Linked DNA regions of Mus musculus: region 1 is linked to region 2. A link is a contact called in public Hi-C data. All regions are on one chromosome and are shown on one strand. Each heading gives the region's core, a stretch centred on a gene start, on an enhancer-like site or on the middle of the called end of the contact. The rest is flanking DNA. Distances are from core to core; before and after follow the strand shown.

Region 1 (2,700 bases), core at 47-2,546, 1.2 Mb after region 2:
CCCACAAACATTTCCTTCTGTTTTGCTTTGTTTTAGAATTCTCTGTTCTGTGCCATGCCTAGGAGTGAAATAGTCCTGTGAACTGATTGTTTATTATATATTCATTTTGTGCATTTAGCTAAAATCAAATAACATGTGACATTTCCTTTAGAAAAGCCTGAGTCTAAGAAATAAAACCTCCCACAGTGATGCTGTGAGTGTGGGTCAGGCAGGGCACACAGTGTCTCTCATCACATTTATCCCATATCCCTTAAAACTGACACATTCCCATGGATCAGCCCCCCCTTTCTCTCTCTCTTCTCTCTCTTTCTCTCTCTCTCTCTCTCTCTCTCTCTCTCTCTCTCTCTCTCTCTCTCTCTCTCTCGCTCTCTCTCTCTCTCGCTCTCACTCTCGTCATGTATGACTCCCTTTTCCTCTAGCAAGTAGGGTTTAAAGTAGATTCCTATTATCTTTTTATCAAAGTATGGGGCACAACAGTAAACAGAGAGACAATGACCTGTGCTGCAAACAAGATAGACAGTCTTCAGGTTTGAGACAAGGAACACCTCACTAAGAGAAACAAAGAATGTCTTTGTTAAGGAGTTGTCTTTGGCATCCCGTGTGCCAAGCTGTTTAAACTGTTGCGTCTATCAGAAGATGCATCTCCTTTTGCTAGAAAGATTTTCACAGTTATAAATATTTACAGACACTAATTAATAAACTCCTTCCCTCCTTCCCCATGCTCTCAGTCTGAGGATGTGGATCTGCTGTTGGTAAGTGGGAAGGACTCGTCCCTTGAAGGGCATGCTCGGGAAGATAACAGAACTACCTCAGTGAAAGGTGCTAGCTGTGATCAAACAGAAAGATTTTAAAACTTACCTCAATAAATGAGGGTACTGATTATGCTTAAACACCATTAATTTCTAGGATCATTGACAGCCTGTGGAAAGCATAGCTGGTTTTTGTAGGCCTTTTTCCTCTGTCCCCACCTTTTACCTAAAGACCATGTTTTAAATATTAAGACTGAACTTACTCTAAAATAGAAACACAAAAATGCATCTTTAGCTATTAAATAGTAAGACACTTATTCTTTCAAAATTTAAAATACCAGGATTTTGAGCGTAAGCATCCTTTACCTCCTGGCTATTAGGAGTTAAATACTGGCATTAGCTACTTTGCCATCCTTTTGCAAGGAAGTCGAAGCAGAAGAAAGTGGTCATAGCGCCACCTGCTGGCCATAACATAGCCTGAATCATATCTATCAGCTCTGCTGTACATAGAACTGATCACAAAACCCACTATGGTTGATTTTAATTTTTTAATTTGCATTTGAATAAAACTGAAACAATAGCAGTACAGTATACATATTTCATCAGTTCTCAACGTAGTCTGTTTTTACCCATAATAAAGCTATGGTACTTGTTACTAGTTCAGTTGCCTAGGAGATACTGATGTAATGGGTTACTATGGCAACAGCTGGTCTCTTGAAGGATTGTAAATGATAGGGTTGGCAGAGTTCATAGAGACACATGTTAAATGATTAATTTCATGAGCTTTGTACCAACTTATTTCTTTATGTGAAAAACTAATAGTGAGACCTAATATTTTTAACTTTTTAAAATCTGCCACCAATAATGTCTTTTTATTTACTTTAAAAGAATCAAAGGATAAATAACTCCCAGTCGGCTCAGTCATTGGCTACCCCGGTGGTTTCCGTAGCAACTCCTACTTTACCAGGACAAGGAATGGGAGGATATCCATCAGCCATTTCAACAACATATGGTACTGGTGAGTAGCTTTGCTATGTGCAAATATTACAGTAAACACTTTAAAAAGCATATTTTAAAAGTTATTTTCTTTGCCCTGTTGGGAGCTCGTGTGGGGCCTGTGTCCAGAATGCATGGTACAAGCACCTCTGTCTTACTCAGTGATCTACAGTGCTCCTTTTTAAGTGATGGGAAGTTTTATTTACTCAAATCGAATTCAATATTTCAAAGAAACTGAGCTACTGTCTCTTTAATGTAGTAGAACACTCACTTTCTTGAAGATTTTTAATGTAAAACCTATTTCTAGATCATAAAATATATAGATCCTTTACACTTTTAAACAAAGCTAGTATAATGTGCTAACATTTCAGGATCTATTACTGTGGATCTAGTGTGACATCCTTACTCAGATGGATAATATTTTTTTTTTCTTTTTAAATTCAAATTATCCGTGGTGTTTTATTTTCTTCTTTTCCTAAATCAAAAAACTTTGATTCAAAGTATGTTTTAGAGGTTGAAACTGTGTGATTTTGCTTACCATTTGACAGTCTAATTGTCTCTCTCTCTCTCTCTCTCCTTGCCGCTCCTTCGCTCCCATCTAGAGTACTCTCTGAGTAGCGCAGATCTGTCATCTCTGTCTGGCTTCAACACTGCCAGTGCGCTCCACCTCGGCTCTGTAACTGGCTGGCAGCAGCAGCACCTACATAACATGCCGCCATCTGCCCTCAGTCAGTTGGGGTAAGCAATAGTTATGTCTTTATTTCATAATCAGAGACTGTATCTTTTACATGATAGAAGTCTGTCTTCAACAATGCGCTTTCATGTCCATTAAAGGGCATAACATTTGATTGCTGGGAAAGCCACTTTCTGATCACATATTTCAAGTAGCTTAAATATTCCTTCCCGTGTTTGTTGGTGAAGGGCGAGTGCTAACAGTTAGGCACATTCTTTATAT
Region 2 (2,700 bases), core at 156-2,655:
AGTGTCTTTATTTTATTATCACTGTTTATAGGACCTTTCCAAGTAGCTATGACATTCATGATTTCAATTTGATTATCTTCTTGTTATTATTCCTATTATTCCTTTTTAAAGTAGGATCTCTCCAGGAGAACATGGAGCTGCCCTTTCAACTAGTCTCAGTGAGCTGGATATCAAGCCCTGGAAAGGCCTCTCCAAGCACATGCTCCCCTGCTGCATTTAAGTCTCAGTTAACAGACATATCCAGCCATACTTGAAATGTTGTACATACTAGGAATATGATCTCATGCCGCAATTACTTTACATACTGAGCTGTCTTCACAAACCCAAGATATGGTATTTCTTGAGTACTACAATGGATAGAAGACGACAGAATAATGATATAGCTAACAAAACTAGTGTTGTAAAGGTTTTGACTACATTCTATAAATTAATATAATGTTATATGCATAAATGAGCATCAAATGCAACAACAGAAATAGTAACTAAAAGGAAAAGCCTACATAATTTAGACTGAAGGAGTATAATCTCAGATGAGTGATCAGAAATGTGGGAAAGAAGTTACTAAACAGGCATTTCTTTAATCAATATTTATTGAGTAAAACATTAATAATATTTGATGGGCTTAGAAGCTTATTATCATTGAAATTCATGGCATGTTTTTCAAATCTTAATTTTGTCCTGGAAAAGGAGCAAAGGAATTTAAAATAATTAAGTTATAGTAATTTAGGAGTATGGGTTTAAGTTTATGGCACAGGCAAGACTCTACATATTTTTGTTCCCTAAAGTCGCATTCAAGTGGCCCATGGAAGTTTGTGTTTTTATAGTAGATTATCCAGCTGATTCCAAAGTGCGTACCTCTTTCTTCCTCTACCTCAAAGAATTCTAAAGCACCATGAAACATTTCATTACAGTAGATACAATGCAGTCTAAGTAAAATAATCTTACCTGTGGACATTTTTAAACCTATAAGGATAAAATCAAGAGAAGTCTACCCTAGTCATTAAGTCCTAAATTTAATGGTATGATTCTGTAGTACTTTTTGATAGACTCTCACAGGGCATAAGTATATCAAATGCCCAGCTTTTAAGAACTATAACTTAATCATTAATATATTCATAACTGGATTCTCTAATTTCTGTGTTTCTTATTCTATTGCCTTAAAACTTCTTGTGGTTTCTTCCATGTCAATTTCTGGGATGTAAATCTTTATCATAGGGTATATTTTTTTGGTTATAAACTGAGACAACTACACCACTGTTACCTCTAGAAAGTATGTCTTTAGGATGTGGTACGGGGATCAACCCCACCTAGCAGAGGCAAGGACATGATGGTAAACTGTAAGTAATTGTGAAACTTTGAAATAGAAATGACCTGAGAGTTTCAGGTATTTGAACACCTGGTCACCAGTTGGTGGTACTGTTGGGACAGTTATGGGGAGCGTGAAACATTGGTAGAAGGAGTAAGTCACCATAGGACAGGTTGGTTCTTCTGTTTTTGTTTTTTTTCTTGGTTTTGTGTTTGTAGTTGAAGAAGAGATCTCTGAGTTTTCTGCTCCAGCTGCCTGCTGCTGTGCCTCTTCTGCTATTATGAAATGCCTCTGAGACTTGTGAACAAAAATGAAGTCTTTCTTGTGTAACATGCTTTTGGTGACAGCATTTTATTAAATTAACAAAAAGTAATGATTACAGATGCTGCTGTCAGAGAGTATGCCGTTGCTATGAAAAACTAACATGAACTAACGAGTATCTCAAGAGCTCCCTAGGACTAAATCACCAACCAAAGGAAACACTTGCTGGGACTCATGGCTCTAGCTACATATGTAGCAGAGGATGGCCTAGTTAGTCATCAATGGGATGAGAAGCCCTTGGTCCTGTGAAGGTTCTATGCCCCAGTATAGGGGACTACCAGAGCCAGAAAGAGGGAGTGGGTCCGTTGGTGAGCAGGAGAAATGGAGGAATGGATAAGGGGTTTTTGGAGAGAGAACTAGGATGGGAGATAACATTTGAAATGTAAATAAAGAAAGTATCTAATAAAAAAAACTATTAATGATGGTTTGAAGCTTTAAAATAGAAAGAGAGTGGAACAATTGTTCCAAAAAAACCAGGAGGGTCTTGTGCCAGCAGGAACAGGGACAAAGGAAACCTGCCCAATAAGCACTGGGGATGCTTTGGGTCTGTGCCATCCCTGCCCCATCTTGGGCACAAACTAGGAAGGCCCAAGCACATCCAGGATCTTGGGATCACTGAGACCAGTCTACAAAGGAGAGAACATGGGTGGCAGAAGCAATAGAGCTTCTTGGACAGACTCCCTTCAGGCCTTCTTCCTCAGCCAGGAGGCAGAGCTGAGATCCAGACCCCTGGGCACCTTCCCCATAAGGGGAGAGTTGGACTCCAGGGATGGCACTGACTCCGGGACTCAGGAGGTGGATCTGAGCTCCAGACTTCTGTGCACCTTCTCTGGAAGAGAGCTTGCCTGCAGAGAGTGCACTGACCACTGGGACTCAGGAGAGAGTTGGAATCCTAGGAGTGCTGACAGAGGCTAAAGAATCATAGGAGGAACAAGTTTCAGCCAGAGAGATCTACAACATCTAACCCCAGAGATTACCAGGTGGCAAAAGGCAAATGTAAGAATCTTACTAACAGAAACCAAGGCCACTCGTCATCATCAGAACCCAGTATGCCTAACACAGTGAGTCCTGGA

The links. A called contact is a pair of places that touch in the nucleus more often than the background predicts.
Region 1: a Hi-C map of B cells shows a contact between it and region 2, with 3 times the contacts expected there. The contact joins two enhancer-like sites. A contact is called at or near these places in 4 of 15 datasets of contacts at CTCF or cohesin (the NIH/3T3 cell line, large pre-B cells, pro-B cells and 1 more), 15 of 484 Hi-C or Micro-C datasets (B cells, CD4 T cells, the HPC-5 cell line and 10 more), 1 of 115 datasets of contacts at active chromatin or transcription factors (large pre-B cells) and 1 of 9 other capture datasets (embryonic stem cells).

What each region holds. Positions count from the first base shown.
Region 1 is chr13:83,653,870-83,656,569 of GRCm38.p6, forward strand. Mef2c (myocyte enhancer factor 2C) reads left to right here. Exons shown (of 11, transcript NM_001347575.1): 8 at 729-752; 9 at 1,638-1,767; 10 at 2,348-2,483. Gm52044 (a long non-coding RNA gene) reads right to left here. Exons shown (of 3, transcript XR_003950630.1): 3 at 1-2,700. Among named protein-coding and RNA genes, the nearest start is that of Gm52044, 7.1 kb to the right of the region's middle. Within about 2 kb of position 1,297, at least 40 of the 459 cell types and tissues checked have an H3K27ac peak or open chromatin away from gene starts, as enhancers often do. A contact at or near this core is called in B cells, where this site is marked.
Region 2 is chr13:82,495,381-82,498,080 of GRCm38.p6, forward strand. No RefSeq gene overlaps it. Among named protein-coding and RNA genes, the nearest start is that of Mir3961, 200 kb to the right of the region's middle. Within about 2 kb of position 1,406, at least 1 of the 459 cell types and tissues checked has an H3K27ac peak or open chromatin away from gene starts, as enhancers often do. A contact at or near this core is called in B cells, where this site is marked.